Regions from separate parts of the Sus scrofa genome. Here region 1 is linked to region 2. Evidence: chromatin contacts called from public promoter capture Hi-C data. All regions are on one chromosome and are shown on one strand. The core of a region is the stretch at or near the end of the contact, and the rest is flanking DNA. Distances in the headings are between cores, read along the strand shown. Region 1 holds the start of ZCCHC14 (zinc finger CCHC domain-containing protein 14). Region 2 holds the start of LOC110261212 (basic proline-rich protein-like).

Region 1 (7,544 bases), core at 1,125-3,624, 700 kb before region 2:
GGGAAACACAGCAGGAGAGGTCACCCAGCAGACCCATTCCCACCCAGGACCCGCAGGGGTGAGGCCCACCCCTTCCTTTCACCAAAGGGATTTCCGGCTGGAGAAAAGGCCCTCTCCCGAACAACAGCTGCTCCAGCTTCGGCTCACTGCCCCGCCAAGACCAGCACCACCTCCCGCTTTTACGAAGGGATGCAAAAGTATCCCCTTCAGAAGCTGGTCCGGATGGTGGGACAGCCACAGAGGTCTTCAGTTTAGTGACACTAGCTGAAGACAAAGCTCGTGAAACTGGCTCCGAGGGACGGAAACCCCGTGAATGGGGACACTCCACTAGCACCCCAAAGCCTACTGAGCTCCCTGCGGACAACCACGTTTCAAAGACCCCTGCTGTCCCTTTGTTGTAGCCGGAAGAACATTTTTTTCTGCCCACCCAGTGCACATGGGGTTCAGGGTGAGATGAGAACACACACTTAAAAGACACGACAGATTAAAACCAACGTAGGTACCACAACCACGACTTAAAGGAAGACGTTAAAAGAGAAAAACCACAACCTAGGGCTGAAAGCTTACAAACCACCACTAGGAAACGAGACCATCGAAGTTTTCATTCAGGGGAGCCAGACACTGTCAACAGGCGCTGAGGCACTGGTGCAGCTGCAATCTTGTACTTCCAAGGGAAAGTCAGCGTCAATCCAAAAAAACCCCAAACAAGACACCACCCGTGGTCAAAGATAAATCCTTTTTCCAGGGGGCTGCAAAATAAGCTTGAGCCCCAAACGCTTCGTGTTTACACAGTTTGGGAACATTCAGACAAAAGTTCACATTTCTAAGTGAACGGCCACTATGCACTTCCTGTTTAATTGGGAACAGATTTTCAATCCCAGTCTGACTCCCAATCAGCCTGGGATTTGTTTCTACAAAGGAAGGTGGGTCATGGAGAAATAACTGTTTCACAAGCATTGAAGGCTCCAAGCCTGTTTTTCCGACTGTTAGAGTAGCCTGGTTTTTTTTGGGGGGGGGAGGGTTGTTTTTTGGTTTGTTTTTTTAGTAGCCTGGTTTTCAAACACACACAATATAAACACGGATATGCATACACCTTCGTAAAAATATACATACATACGTGCACACACACAGATCCATCCACAATGCATATTAATTCAAGCACACGTGGACTCATGCACACGCACACACTGACACACGTGCACACGGCGGTCTGCAGCCGACGCCGACCCCAGCCTCGCGCCCCTGACACCAGCCCCGAGCCTGCCGGGGAAACGGGCATCTAGGCCTTGGGGGTCCCCGCGTGGCGCCCCGCCGCTGTCTTCTAAGGTTCAGTGCCCTCTAATCTCCAGCTCGCTAGCAGCTTCCTTTTCCGATAATAAACACCAGATTTGGAAATACCAAGGCGACACAATGTGTAACGGTTATCTGTCGCCCAAGAGCCCGATTAAGGGGACAAAGGCCTTATCTCGCTTCCAGCGGAAGAGGTGTACCAAGGGCTCGGACAGGCCGCGAACGCCCGGGGCGTTCTTCCCCCGACCGCGGAGCCCCCTCCCCCGGCTCGACGGGCCCCAAAGGGGCGCGGGGTGCCCGGCGGGGTCTCGGGGTTCGCGTTTAGCGTGCGAGGTGGGGACAGGCGTTGAGGCGCGGGGCACCGAGTGACATGCGAGGTGGGAGGCTGGGCCGGCCGGGAGATGGCTGGCTGGGTGGAAGCTTGGGACGCGGGCACGCACCTTGTGGCAGGCCGGGCAGGTGGGCAGCGCGCTCTTGCCCCCGGGGCCACCGCCGCCACTGCCGCCGCCGCCGCCGCTCAGGCTGCTCTGGATCTGCGTGAGCTCCTGGCGCAGCACCTGCTTCTGGTGGAAGCTGAAGGCCGGGTGGTTGGAGGCCATGGTGAAGAGCAGCAGGAACTCATCGCCCGTGCGGCCCTCGTTGAGCTGCAGCCCGTAGTTGTGGATGATGGAGTCGATGTGCGTGAGCGTGCGGTAGAGCACGCCCGCCGCCTCGCGCTGCTCCGAGCCCAGCAGCGCCAGCGACACCAGCAGCTTGCTGCGCACCACCTCGTCCGTCAGGTTGGTGAGACTGCCCAGGTCGGCCGGGTTGTTGGCCTTGATCTCTGAGTCGCGCAGCGAGTGGTAGTCCTTGCGGGCCAGGTCCTCGAGGCACGAGCCGAGGAAGCGCAGCTCGAGCGGGATGCACAGGTCCAGCAGGCCGCACAGGAACTCCACGCGCTGCGGCGACGGCAGCTCCGAGAACCAGCGGTACACGCCGTCCCTCTGCAGCGGGCAGCGCTTCTCCACCATGCTGCCGCCCGCGCCGCGCCGCCACGCGGGGCCGGGGGCCGCCGCCCGGGGCCGAGGCCGGGGCCGGGGGCGCGGGCGGGGGCGGGGGGGGCGCGGCCGGGCGAGGGCGAGGGCGGCCGGGCGCTGCGGGCCGCGCCGGGGCCGGGGCCCGGGCCGGGGACGGGAACGGGGGCGCGCGGCGCGGGCGAGACCCCCGCCAGGGGCCGGCGGGCGGGCGCGCGCGGGGCGCCGGGGGGGCCCGGGGCGGCCGGGGCGGCCGGGGGCGGCGAGCGACCTCGGGCCCCCCGCTCACGGGCGGGCTCCTGGCCCGCGCCCGTCCCCGGCGGCGGCCGGTGCGCGGCGGCGGCGGCGGCGGCTGCTCCTCGTCGTCGTCGTCGTCGCCCGGGAGGCGGCCGCCCCCATCTCCCCCCGCGCCGCAGGGTCTGTCACTGCGGGCCGCCCCCCGACGGAGCCGCCCGGGCCATGCCGCCGCGCCGCCGCGCTGGGCCGACGGCCGTTACCCGGGACGGAGGCCGCGGCGGGCTCGGCAGCGGCGCTCGGAGCGGGGCTCGGAAGCGGGCGGCGGCGGAGGGATCTGCGCCGGCACTCGCCGCGGCCTCGCGCCTCTGCTCCCCGCGCCGCGGACGGATCCGGGCCGAGCGCTGCGCTCGCTGCTGACGGGCGCCGGGACAAGGCGCAAGTGGGCGGGGTGGCCGCCTCTCGCGACAGCCGGGAGTCCGGGCCCGCCCCCCTCGCTGATTGGCTCAGGCTGCGTCTTCTCGGACCTTGATTGTTCCGGGTCCCCAATCCGATTCGCTCCTGCGCAGACCACGCCTCCCGGGGGCTGTCGATCACGTTGGGACCGCCCCGGCCCGCCCCTCGGCGACCGGTGGAGTCCATTGGCTGGCGGGCCGGGCGTGCGGAAAACCCGGGGCGGATTTCTGGCTGCTTTTGTTCGCGCAGATTTGCGTGGAGCATTGTTTTAGGTGAAGGCCGGCGTCCAGCTTTCCTGCTTTATTCCTGAGCGTCACAATAGGGAGGTAGCGAGTGTCTTCGAAAAGCCGCTGGAGCGGGCCTCCGGACGCCTGCGTCGCCGTCCCCGCTCGGCCTCTGCGAAGCTGTGTGACCTTGGGCGAGTGGCTTGCGCTCTCTGAGCCCCGGGCGCCTCCCGCGAAAGGGAGGGTGATGACAACCGCCCCCTGGGCCCGGTGAGAAGGTCGTGAGCTCACAGAGGCCGGGCGCCCGCACCTCTGAGTCGGCTGGCCTGCCTCAGGGTGTGACGGGAACAAGGTTTGTGCAGAAACCTCGCCCAAATGGAGCCATTAAGTCGGCCTCCTTTCAGCGGGTTACTTCCTTAGCTCAGAGAACCGAGAGACTGCAAGTACACCGGCCAGGGTCAGGGAGCAGGAGGAACGCCTCACCCCCGCATTTGCATTGGTACGGATTTGGGGATAGGCGGGGGAGAAGCTGATGGCCCAACCACGCAGTGTCTTCCAACTGCAGCTAGCGGTCTGCCCTCCCCAGATAAGAAAACCGAGGTCCGGAAGCAAGGAATTCCTTCTTCCCTGCTCTTCCCAGAAAACCCTTCTTCTGAGTGCTGAGGTCTAGGACGGGCCTGTTTCTATATTCGTTCAGCTAGCTACATGGGCACAGGCCTGGTGAGCGCCAGCTTCTGAACCCCAGGGAGCCCCTTGCAAGCAAAGCCTGCCCTCCTGCCCTGCGGCACTGCCAGCCTGGTCCCGGCGGTACACAATAGAGATTGGTTGAATAAATGAATGCCTTTCTTTGGGACATGGTCTAAGGGACTAGAAACTTCCTAAGTAGACGTTCTGCAACCTTGGGATTTCAAAGTTGCACAAGACATTGTGGAGCCCTGGTTGGGGAGGGAGGAAAACTTACTCCTGAGTCTCCCTGAACTACCTGGCATTCTTGGCCCCCCCGGGAAGGAGCAGGCATCCAGGTGAAAGTCAGCCTAGGTTCCCAGGTGTATTAGCTCCTTCCAGGCAACAGAGTCAAGGGCTCTGTGTCCCTACCGGGTTTCTCCCGTCCAGACCAATTTCCACGAATAATGGAAATAACCCCTGTTCTCTTGGACCTCACTTTCTCAAGTGATTCAAGGGAAGTGGCCGCATTCCAAAGTCTGCAGTCTTTAAGACGTGAAGGAACCTGAAACCTAAAACAGTTCACCTTTGCTTTCTATTGATAAATTAAGTTCCTTGGAGTGGAAAGATCTTGAGACCTTATCGGTGCTGGAGATGCCCTCAAATCCAGGCCAACCTGGCTGTCAAACCCCTAAACTCTGGTGCCCGTCAACCTGGATTCCAGTCCCAGCCCTAGCCAGCTGTATGACCTTGGCTGTTGCTTCAACGCCTCTGAGCCCCAGTTTCCTTATCTGTAAAAGGGAGCTGGGAACCCTGCCTCCCAGCTGGCCGAGGAGGTCAGAGATGCTAACAGGAGCCCTCGCAGCTGAAACAAGCAAGCCGCAAGCGACTGAGTCAAGGTCTCCTAGCTCCCAGCCTCCTTCTTGACTCTTCTGCCTGTGCTGCTAGCTATTTCATGTATGGACTGGAGTGAAGAGTGTCCCCCAAAAGGTCACGTTCACCTAGAACCTCAGAATGTGACTTTATTTGGAAATAGGGTCTTTGCAGATAGAATTCAGATAAGAATCAAGATGAGGTCACAGACTAGAGTGGGCCCTATGTGAGATTGTCCTTATAGGAGACAGAAAAAAATAAGCAGAGACTCAGGGGGAAAAAAAAGGCAATGTGAAGACAGAGGCAGAGCTCTGCAGCCGAGACAAGCCCGGAGCCACCAAGAGATACAAGAGGCAGGAAGGATCACGGCCTGAACGACCCTTGGACTTGGTTCTGGCCTCCAGAACCATGAGAGAATATCTCTGTTATTTGCCACTCCTCATTCTGGTGCCCCAGGAAACTCATCTGCTCCCCTTTCCCCCTCAGTCTAGCTGCAGTCGAGTTCAGTTTAATTCAGCGGGTATTAAATCCTGTCCTGCAGGGATCTGGGGCTTCTAAGGACAGTGAGACCAACCCTCGACTTCAAGGAACTGATGGCCGGGACCCTGAGGTGGTTGGGCCACCAGTTTGCGCAGGAGCTTTCTCTTAGGCACACTGTCCCTGCCCTGGGAAGCAGCCAAGGGTCTCCGGGGAGGAGAGAGGGCGCACGCTGACTCGGCCCGGCCCCGAGGCCCTGGTTTTCTCTGCTCTCCCTGCCACCAGAGCTCCTTCCCTAAAACAGCCTCCAGCCCTGGGCCCTCTGGAGCTTCTCACTGTCCCTCTCTCTGCAGCAGGGGAGCCCTGGCAGCCACGGGACTTGACTGTTACTTCCGCTGCCTACAAAGTGGAGGGGCTGGGGGCCAAGGGAGGAGACTGGTGGGCATCCATCCATGTGAGCCGAAAAGGGGGCTGCAGGTAACCAGGAGGTGGGGCCCTGTGCTCAGTGAGGAGAGAAACCCCCCCAGCACTGAGTAGGACAGCACGTTCACTTGTTCCTGCAGGTGGTACCTGCCACGCGGTTAACTCTGGGCTGGGATGCCCCCGGGGAGTTCACTGTCTAGGCTAGGACAGTACGTCTGTCTGCATTTTCCGTAGAGCTGGGATGGAGCACACGTTTTTTAGAGAGAGATTTTGGCGTTCAGATTCCCTAAGCAAATGATTTTGCAATGAAGCTATGATGTGCCTGGGTTGAGTTCTTGCGTCTGAATTAGTGATTTTAATTACTACCGTAGGCAGGGACCAGGCAAGAGATGGGGCACCTGGACTCGGGGTACAGCACACCCCCCCCGCCGCCGCCCCCACCCAGCCATGGCCTGGCTTCTCTCTCATTTAAAATCCAGCCAGAGAGGAAGAGCTCAGAGGCCAGGTTGTGCTTAGGAAATGAAAACAGAATTAAGATTGTGACTCCGAGGAAGACGAGGCTGCCTTAAACCACCACGCGGCCAGTGTACACTCAGGTTCGGAGCCTGGACTCGCCGCACACTTTGCCCCACGGCACCAGGCCAGGCGGTGCATGCTCTCCGTTTAGATGTTTCCACTTGTCCTGGGCCCTGCCTTCTGTGACTGAGAAAGCAAGGGGACCCCTAAACGGGCCGGCCCTACAGAGTGGATCCCTAATCCTTCTGCGGGGCCCCTGGTGGTGCCTCTGCTCCCGAGAGCCTGGTCCTTACAGCGCTGTCGTTGGTCCCATTGTAGAGACCTGGGCTGGTCAGCTGTGGGCCTGTGGGCATGCGGTTCGTACGTGTTAGAGCCAAGTCCAGACCTAAGTCAGTTGCCTGGACTCTGTTCCTCGGGAGGAAAGCACAAAGGTGACATTTCTGCAAACTGGAGGTTCCAAAGGTGTCTGTGGCACAGCAGCTCTTCCTAGATGTGACTGCTGATTAAGTCCTCCTAGGGTCGTAAATGGCAATTGTCCCCAGCCACTCCCAACCTTGTTTCTGCAGGGCCCAGGCTCTCCTCCAGGGCAAACCTGCTCGCTTTCTTTCTCTCTCTCTTTTTATTTAAGGGCTGAACCTGAGGCAAAGGGAAGTTCGCAGGCTGGGGTCCAATCAGAGCAGCAGCTGCCAGCCTACACCACAGCCACGGATCTGAGCCGCATCTCCGACCTACGCCACAGCTTGCGGCAAGGCCGGATCCTTAACCCACATCCTCGTGGATACTAGTTGGGTTCTTAACCTGCTGAGTCAAAACGGGAACTGCCAGATCTGCTTTCCAGGTGTCTTTGACCTTGGCCTGGCAATGGTATCTCCGCAGTAGGAGTTACCCGGGTTCTGACTTAAGATGCAGATTCCTGAGCCGGACCCCAGCATTTGAGTCAGACTTGTTGGGGGGCAGGGTCTTGGAATCTGCATGGGGCCGGGTCCCTGGGGGGCACACGGAAGTTGGACACCTCCCATTGGGGGAGGAGTTCTTGCTTCCAGGCTTCTGGTGTGCTTCCCTGGGCCTGCAGTCCCGGTAACAGAGTCACAGATGCATCACAGCCGTGCCGTGCAGCAAGGATCTCCCTAGTTTATAGATGGGAGATGGAGGCTGAGAGAGGTCGGTCGCACCCAGGGAATCGTGAACTCCCACCGTTAAGTTCTGCAGCCTCATGCATTTGTGACCCACATTTCTCCGTCTTTACCCGACGGCTGCGATATCCTCTGAAAGCTAGCAATTCGCTGCCGCCCTCGGTTTTGTGTGTTGAGGGGTTGTGTTGGTTTACCTTTATTGCAGAAGTTTTCAAACAGACCCACAACTCAAGAGAACAGTC
Region 2 (7,812 bases), core at 1,453-3,952:
TCCTCGGTTTATCGTCTTTATCAACAGACCTCGCCTGAGGGTGCAGTGGCCTGTGTGAGTGAGGCCCTGTGACACCGCCGACAGTCACAAGCAGGCTGTGGTTTCCTCATCTGTACGTTGGGGTAATAACACCCCTTGCAGGGTGGACAGAGGGGAGAGCATCGAAGCAAAGTGCTCCACTAACAGCTCTGCCTGCGCCGCGCCTGGAGCCGGGCACCTGCCCCAACCCGGAAATTCTGAATTTTTGACCACGGGGTCCCCTGTTTTCATTTTCACTGAACCCTGTCATGGCTGCTGGTCAGGAGGCTCTGGTTCTGACCTGCCACTGCCCGCAATCCCTGGGCTGTCCAGGGCGTGTCTCTCCTCTCAGAGCCTGAAGCCAGCAGCGTGGTGCCAACCTTCTCCTCCTGCACCCTAGACAGACATCACTAATCGATCATGGTTCGCTCCCCTGACCCTCAGAACCCTCCTCAACACAGACCTCCAGCCATTCCAGCAGCACCAATCTGGGTGCCACTTGCTGTGTGTGGAGCCTCAGATCCAGCACAGGTCCAGCCCACAACTACCCCCTCCACGGACCCCCCCTGACTGCCTGACTGCCCGGTCCCCATCCTGCTGAGAAGCCACGCTTTGGGAAGGCAGCAGGCCCAGTGGGAGACCCAGACACGTGGGGTCCTTTGTCCACTTGACAAACATTGTGGGAGCCCTGGGCTGAGTGAACCAGCCAGCCTAGGGCCTCCTGCTCCCCAGAGAAGTGGTACAGCCCCAGGCAGTTTTAGGAAGGCTGCACCCACGGGCCCTGGGCAGGGAGCAGGAAGAGCTGGTGGGTGCCTGACCTTAGACAGGTCTCTTGAATTCCTCTCCTTAGCGTTCTTGTCCGTCCAGTGGCCGTAGGTGGTCCTGGGGTGGACTTCAGCCCTCTGCCCTGGCTGCCAGTCTCCTGCCCTTATGGGAGCAGCAGCAGTGGGGTGGGGGGTGCCCAGGCAACCCTTCCCCCCTTCCACAGGGCAGGCAAAGGGAACAGAAGTTGGAATGGGGGGGTGGGGTCTCTCCAGCAGAGGGCTCAGCACCCAGCTGGCCTCCACACCTGCAGTTGTGATTGCCTGCCAGGCCCAGCCCTCTGGTCAGCAGGGCAGGCCCCGCCCTCTGGTCAGGCATCCAGGCATCCTCTTTGCAAATGTCTCCTCATTAGCCCCCAAGCCGTGCTAATGTCCTGTTTCTTGTGAATATGGGACGGGGACCAACCCCAAATTAAAGCCAAAAGGATAAAAGAATACAGTAGATCTCCAGGGACAGCTCTGATGCTGTGTGACCTTGAGCCTCCCTGGAAAGCGGTGGGCCCCTGGGACCCCATGAGCATATCCCCAGGACAGCAGAGTCGGTTTCCGTGCCTCCCAGCTAGAACAGGCAGTACTGACCTGGGGACCTCGCTCCCTTCCGACGGGGACTGGGCGTGGGGGTTGCCCAGCCTGCAGAGGGGCCTCCTTCCTGGGCCTCCAGCAGGGGCGCCCTGGAGAAGCAAGGCCTGGAGTCTGCGGCGGGGGAGCAGGTACAGGCCTCTGGCTTCTGCACCCTCCCCGATTTCCAGCCAGATCTGAGCCCAAGAGAAGAAGACCCCAAAACCCCCACTCTCCTGGAGCTAGAGCCGGGGATGTTGGGCGGAAGCCCCATCCTGCCACAGCCCGCTCCACACCCCAGATCTGGTCCAAGACAACATGGGCCGTCAAAGTCTCCAAAGGCTTCCAGACCCGGGGTTCACTGTCCCCCATCCGGTGGCGGAGGGGGCAAGTCGCAGTGACTGGGAGTGCGGGGCGGACTCCTTCGCTGGGGGCGGAGTTACAGAGCAGAGGGGCGGGGTCACGGCCCGTGGAGGTCGGAGCCGTGGCGTTGGGGCGTGGTCTGGGCGGGGCCTAGGGGCCGAATAAGGTCAGGTCAGACTTAGGGGTGGAGCTGGCGTCGGGGGACGGGTCCAGGGAGGCCTGGAGCCCGGTCGGACACGGTGCTACGGAGCGGCGGGACTCACTGGATCTCAGCTGCGCCTGGGGACAAAGCGGCAGGGCCGAACGAGGCGTTAAGGAGGCCACAGGTCCACCCAGGGCAGGGGGCCGAGTGTCGGGGCGGGGCCAGCTCCCTGCGGGCGGGGCGAGCAGGCGGGGCAGGGCCGTGGCGGCGGGGAAGCTAGGCCAGTCCAAGGGCCCGCCAGGGCCTCGGGGCGGGGCCAGCCGGGGCGGGGCGGGGCCACGGACGAGGGGACGAGAGGTCCGCCCGGGGGCGGGGCGCTGCGCCGGGGGCGGGGCAAGCGGATGGGGGCGGGCCCGGAGGCGCGGCGCCCGTGACGCGCACGCCCCGCCCGCACGCCCTGAGCGTCCAGGCCGAGGCCGCCGGGTTCGCCGCGCGCTGCCCGCAGGTTCCATTGAGGAGAGCAGCGCAGCGGCGGCGGCGGCGTCTGCGCGGGAGCCAGGGAGCCGGCAGGAGCCCGCCGCCCCTGGCGGTCCGCGCGGCCGTAACGCAGGCCCGATCCTCCGGCCTCCGCAGCGGCGCCGGGCCGAACGCGGCGGGCTGGGGGCGCGGGCCAGGGCGGCCGCGGAGCCCGGGGGCCGGGGGCATGAGCCGCCCCGCGGCCCCGCCGCGCCCCCGCCGCCCGCCGCCGCCCGCCAGGGGCTAGAGGCGGCCGCCGGGAGGGCGCGCGGCGCCGGAGACATGTCCAGGAGGAAACAGAGCAACCCCCGGCAGATCAAGCGTGAGTCAAACTTTGCCCGCCCGCCCCGACCCCCGCCGGCCCCCGCCGGCCCGCCCCCGGTCCGCCCAGCTCTTCTTGCGGCGCCCGCGACCTTCACCCTGCGCCGCGCCCCCCGCGCTGTGTGCCAAGCGCGCCGTAATCTAATCTCCGCCGGCGGGCCGGGCCCCCGCGTCTCGGCTCCCGCACTGGAGGTCCGGCCTGGAGAGGGGGTCCGCCCAGAGGGCCGGAACGGGGTGGCTGGGGGCGCGGCCACCTCGCGGCTGCCCCTCCCCCCGCCTCCCCGAGATGGTGCGGCGATAAGGCGGCCCCGATCCGGGCTCAGATAAAGTTTAAAATATTCCATTCTGCAAGTCCCATCCTGATAAGATCGCTCTGTCGGGACGGGCTGAAATTGTGATCTTATCTCGGCCGGTTGACTCTCCCAGGCTTTGTATCTAGAGGGAGAAAGAGAGAGACCTGGGAGGGAGACAGGGCACTCGGGACTGTGTGGAAGCGCAAGGCTGAGTGGTGGGACCCGCTGGCGCCCAGCGCCACTCCTGCCGGCCCAGAACCTGGTGCCTTGGAGGCTGGGGAAGGTAGCTATCGCAGCCTGTGCGCTGGGCTCCAGCCGCTTCGACGCTGGAGCCTTCCCTGCCTGGGGACAGCTTCTTGGAGGTCCCGCCCTCCCTGTGTCCCGGCAAGGACTGCACAGGCACTGTGTGCTCCGCAGCTTGTGGTCACACACTCCTAGCTGAGCGACTGCTCCAAGTCAGGGAGGGTCTCCTGGGACTGCATCTTGGGCCAGGGTCGCCTCTCCGTGTCCAAGTTTCTCACCTATCCAGCTTGTAGGCCACTCCCGGGGGTGGGGGCAGGCGGCCGCTGTGTCCACATTGCTGATGCCCTCGAGATAAGAGGGCCCCGCACTCTTGGGGCCGCCTGGCTGCTCGAGCAGCCCGAGCCAGGGCAGCGCACAGGAAACAGGGCTCCCCACCCCACGCCAGGAGTAACTTCGCATCTCTGCAGCCAAAGCCAGGGCGGGGGACTTGCTTTGGTGGGGAGGGGGCGGGGGGGCACATGTCCCAGACTAGAGGGGCAGGTCCTGGGGACTGCTGGGAAGGCAAAGAGGGAGGCCAGACCACCGGCCAGCCCCACACTCCCCGGCACTGCCTTTCGTGTCCACATGACCACTGCCGCCAGGACCCCATGCGCAGTGCTCCTGGGGGAGTGTCTACTCCCAGGTCCCAGAGAGGGGGAGGCAGGCATCAATCCGGTTCCCGTAACCCGACTCCTCGATGTGCAAGTGGGACCTGTTTTCCGAAAGTCGCCTTCTATCAAGTCAACTCAAGTATTAAAACCACCCACAGGTCCCGATCTGCGCTGGTTCTCTGGTTTCTTTTTCCCCTCCTCCCCTGTGTGCGTCTGTTGGGTCTGTTCTCCTGTGTGCGTGTGTGTATGTGTTTCAGCGTGATGAGAAATGCAGATAGCGCGGGCAGAGAGATCGCAGGTTGGGAACCGATCGCCAGCACCGATAAGGCCCAGAGCAGGGCGAGCGCCCGGGCTCAGCCCGGTCCACCGAGCCGCGCGCGTTTGGGACAGGGACCAAAGCGGGCGCAGGGGCGAGCCCCCGCTGCCCACTTTCAGCGCGCCGGGGAACCGGGCTGGGGAGGGGGCCGGCCCTGGGAGGCGGGGCTGGGGCGCCCTCCCTTCGGCCCGCGGCCTCGGGCGCCTCCTCCTCCTGGCAGATCTTGGCGCGTTAAGATGCGAGCGCTGATTGTCACCAAGCGGCGGCGCCCGCGCGCCCGCCCTCTGCCCGCGGCTGTGCGGAGGGCCCTCGCAGCTGTGTGCCCGCCGCGCTGGCCTCACCTGCGACCAGGCCGCGGGCGTGGAGGGGAGGGGGCCGAGCCTTGGGGCCGCCGCCCCCCGCGCCCCCACCAAAGCCGGGGCGCAGCTGCCCGAGCCTCCGTGCGCCTTTTGTTCCGCTCGGAGATAGATGTGCCGCGCTGATAAGGCGCACAACCGATGGCGGCGGCGATAGGCGCTCCCATTTATTAACTTCAAACACGGGAGCGGGGGAGGGCGAGGCGGGAGCGCGGCCTTGGACGGCCAGATGGCTGCCACGATAGGCCCCGCCGCGCTGGCGGGGAGCGCGGGGCGGAGCGCAGCGCGGGACCCCCGCGCCCCCGGCCCGCCGAGGTTTCCTCCCGCCCGGGTCGATGTGAGCTCAGATAAGCGCCGGGCCGGTCGGCCGGATGGCGATCTCCTAGAGCGATAAGGGGCCTTATCTGTGGCCACCAGGCCCAGCCGGGTTCGAGGCAACAACAGCGCGGGGGCGTCGCGGCTGGGCCGTGGGGGGGGGGGCGGCGGCTCGGACTGGGCCGGGGGGCGGCATGCGTGCCTGGGTCTGTCGGGCGAGTTTCATCCCAACACACTTAATTGCCAAGAAGTTGGTCCTCCCCCCGCGGGTGGTACAGTCCGTCAAAATGAAAGAGAACTGACTTCGCCGGGCAGGAGGGGGAGGGGAGCCGAGGGAGGACACCCCGCCCCTGATTCCTATTAGATGCTGTGAGATAGCGGGCGGGGTGCCACCTCCAGAGGGAGAGAGGGTGTTTTCCCCCTCGAGTCAAGTGGGGGTTGGTGGGGGTTTTGGCAAGTGGTAGGTGTAACCCGCCTGGAGTTTTCCTGAAAAAAGAAAGCGGTTTCCACGCCGCTGCGGAGTTTGAGGGGATCCCCCTGTGCCCGGTCTTTTTGAGCAGGTCCCCCAGATCAGAAGGGAAGGCCTGCCTTGATTCACTCAGGCGGTCTTTATTGAGCTCTTGCTGTATGCAAGCACTAGGGCACGGCTGCTGCCCTGGGGAGCCAGTGTGGGAAATGGGGGGAGAATGCGGATGGGGTCCCGCCTGGAAAGAGGGCCCTCCAGCGAGGTCAGAAAGAGGCCAGCTTTGAGGGCGCCTCAGTTTCCAGCTCTGAACAGTGGGGGCAGGAACAAGCCCCAGGTCAGACTGGAGGGCTGGGGGGCACCCCACCCTCCAGGACCAGGGCTGCCAGATGCCAAGTGGAAGCCAAAGCCATCCAGGCCAGGGGGTGCCGGAAGAAGAAGCCCACGGGTGCCAACCCGACAGCTGCCAGCCCGACAGCTGCGGCATCTCAGATGGAGGTGTTTTTCACACATTTTCAAGAGTTTGATTAAGCAAATTATTGGTGGCCGCAGGATGACTCATTCACTCCGAGCTTTAAAGCCACCTGCCTGCTCTCCCCGGCAGCCCGCCGCCCACCTGGGGGCCGGCAGTGCCTCCTGGCGAGGGCTTGTTCCGGGCAGAGCCTGGGTTGGGCCTGAAGGGGTGAGGTGCTCTCTGCGTTTTTATGAACTTGGGAGGGAGTCCCTGCTCGGAGCCAGGCATCCCCTCTCAATTGTGGGAGGCCCTGGGGCTCCCCTGCTTCCCAGGGGCCACCTTGCGATACCACCACCCCACTGAGGTGGGAGAGAAGTGAGCAAAGAGGGGCTTTGTCTGCCCTGCTGCCCAGAATGCCAGCCCCCTGGGCAGGTCGCCCTGCCTTCCACAGCCTGGGCTTCCCTGCTCCGGGCCTGGGCGCCTGGGGGCCAGGCTCCAGTGTGCCAAGGACCCGGCCCGAGAGGCTGGCTCAGGCCCCCAGCCCCTGAACGTGGCCTTGAGCAGAGCGCCAGTGGGCGTGGCTCTAGGCCGTTGTTGGTTTTCCTGCATTCCTGGGCCTCAGGGCAGGCAGCCCGGGCTCGTTAGATAGTAGGAACCGTATCAGGAGTCGCTCATGCTCGCCCAGCCTGCTCTGTGCCAGGCCCGGTATTGTCTGAAAACACGTCCTGTTAAGTTTCTCACCCAAGAATTGGAATTGCCGGAGTTGGAACGCAGGCAGCCTGCCCCCCGCCCCCGGCCCCCCGCCCCCGGCCGCCTCTCTGAACCTCAGGCTGCTCTCCCACAGCCCCTCGCCTCTGTCGGCCTCTGGGCTCCTCCAGGCCTCAGTCTCCACACCTGTGAAATGGGCCTCCGGGAGCAGAGGCGCCCACGGGGCTTTGCCCAGCCCTGCTGCCGCCAAGTCTCCTGTGGCCTCCTTTCTGAGCTGTTCCCCGGTGGGGGGGGGGGGCGGTGGCTTCCTCCAGCCTGAGCCCCTCCCACCCACCCCTGGCCAGCCCCTCCCCAGAGGTCACCGGGAGCCCAGCGTGGCACCAGCACCGCCAGGGATTTAAATGGGTCAGTTGGGGAAGAAAGAGGAGGGAATGCGATGCCATTAATTGTGCCCCTTATCTCCTGTTTCTATGCCAACCAGACGTTCCTGGGCTTGACGGGCTCGTGAATAATACTCCCGGCCGGCCTATCTGCCATCGACAGGCCCCCTCCTGGAGGCAGCTGTTGCCTCGCCGATTGGTATCGCCAACCCCAGAGACCCGGGCCGGGGCCGCACGCAGGCTGGCCAGGCCCTCCTTGGGCACCTGCTGGGCTCCTGCCTGCCTGGCCGCCGTAGCCTTCGATCTTCCTTGCCCTGCCCCGTGGCCCCGTCCCCATTTCACAGAGGAGGAAACTGAGGCCACCGTCACACGTTGGCGCTGGGCCTCGTCTGCTGCTCCCGCCCAGGCAGGGGTCATCTGGACAAAGGGCTTTCAGAAGGGGTGGAGGGGACACGGAGAGTCGGCCGCTGGGCCTCCCGGCCCCCAGCGGGCCCCTGGTGGCTTTGGCTGTGGCAGGACCAGAGGGCCCTGTGGGAAGGGATCCGCATCCACCAACAGGGTGCGCTCCCGCCAGGCCGAGCCCCCACCGCGCCTGGGCACAAGCTGAGACGTGGGGTTTCTCTCGGGCTTCTTTCCGTCCCCTGAGCGCCCAGCCCTTCCAGCCTCGTGCCTCCTCCTCAGCTGTCCCAGCTGCAGAGCCGGAGGATGACACAGTGGCCCCCAGCACAGCCGTGGGAAGGGACAGCACGTACATCCCACCTAGGACACCGGCCGCCGCCGTCCCTCCCGCCTCCTCCTCGGCGGCGTCCTCGCGGCCAGCGGTCAGGCCAGATCCGTGCTTTCCAGCTTCCCTGTCACAGCCACATCCCTTTTCCCAAACGGTCTCCAGAGAGTA

The links. Promoter capture Hi-C pulls out the DNA fragments that hold promoters and counts their contacts.
Region 1: a promoter capture Hi-C map of liver shows a contact between it and region 2, with 5 times the contacts expected there. The contact joins the promoter of ZCCHC14 here to the promoter of LOC110261212 in region 2. A contact is called at or near these places in 1 of 5 promoter capture datasets (liver) and 1 of 47 Hi-C or Micro-C datasets (liver).

What each region holds. Positions count from the first base shown.
Region 1 is chr6:1,844,804-1,852,347 of Sscrofa11.1, reverse strand. It overlaps ZCCHC14 (zinc finger CCHC domain-containing protein 14), which reads right to left and starts at 2,374. Exons shown (of 12, transcript XM_005664297.2): 1 at 1,731-2,374. The coding sequence starts at 2,300.
Region 2 is chr6:1,148,259-1,156,070 of Sscrofa11.1, reverse strand. LOC110261212 (basic proline-rich protein-like) reads right to left here and starts at 2,702. Exons shown (of 1, transcript XM_021096490.1): 1 at 1,911-2,702. The coding sequence starts at 2,702. The coding sequence ends at 1,911. It overlaps ZFPM1 (zinc finger protein ZFPM1), which reads left to right and starts at 2,099. Exons shown (of 11, transcript XM_021093668.1): 1 at 2,099-2,740. The coding sequence starts at 2,701.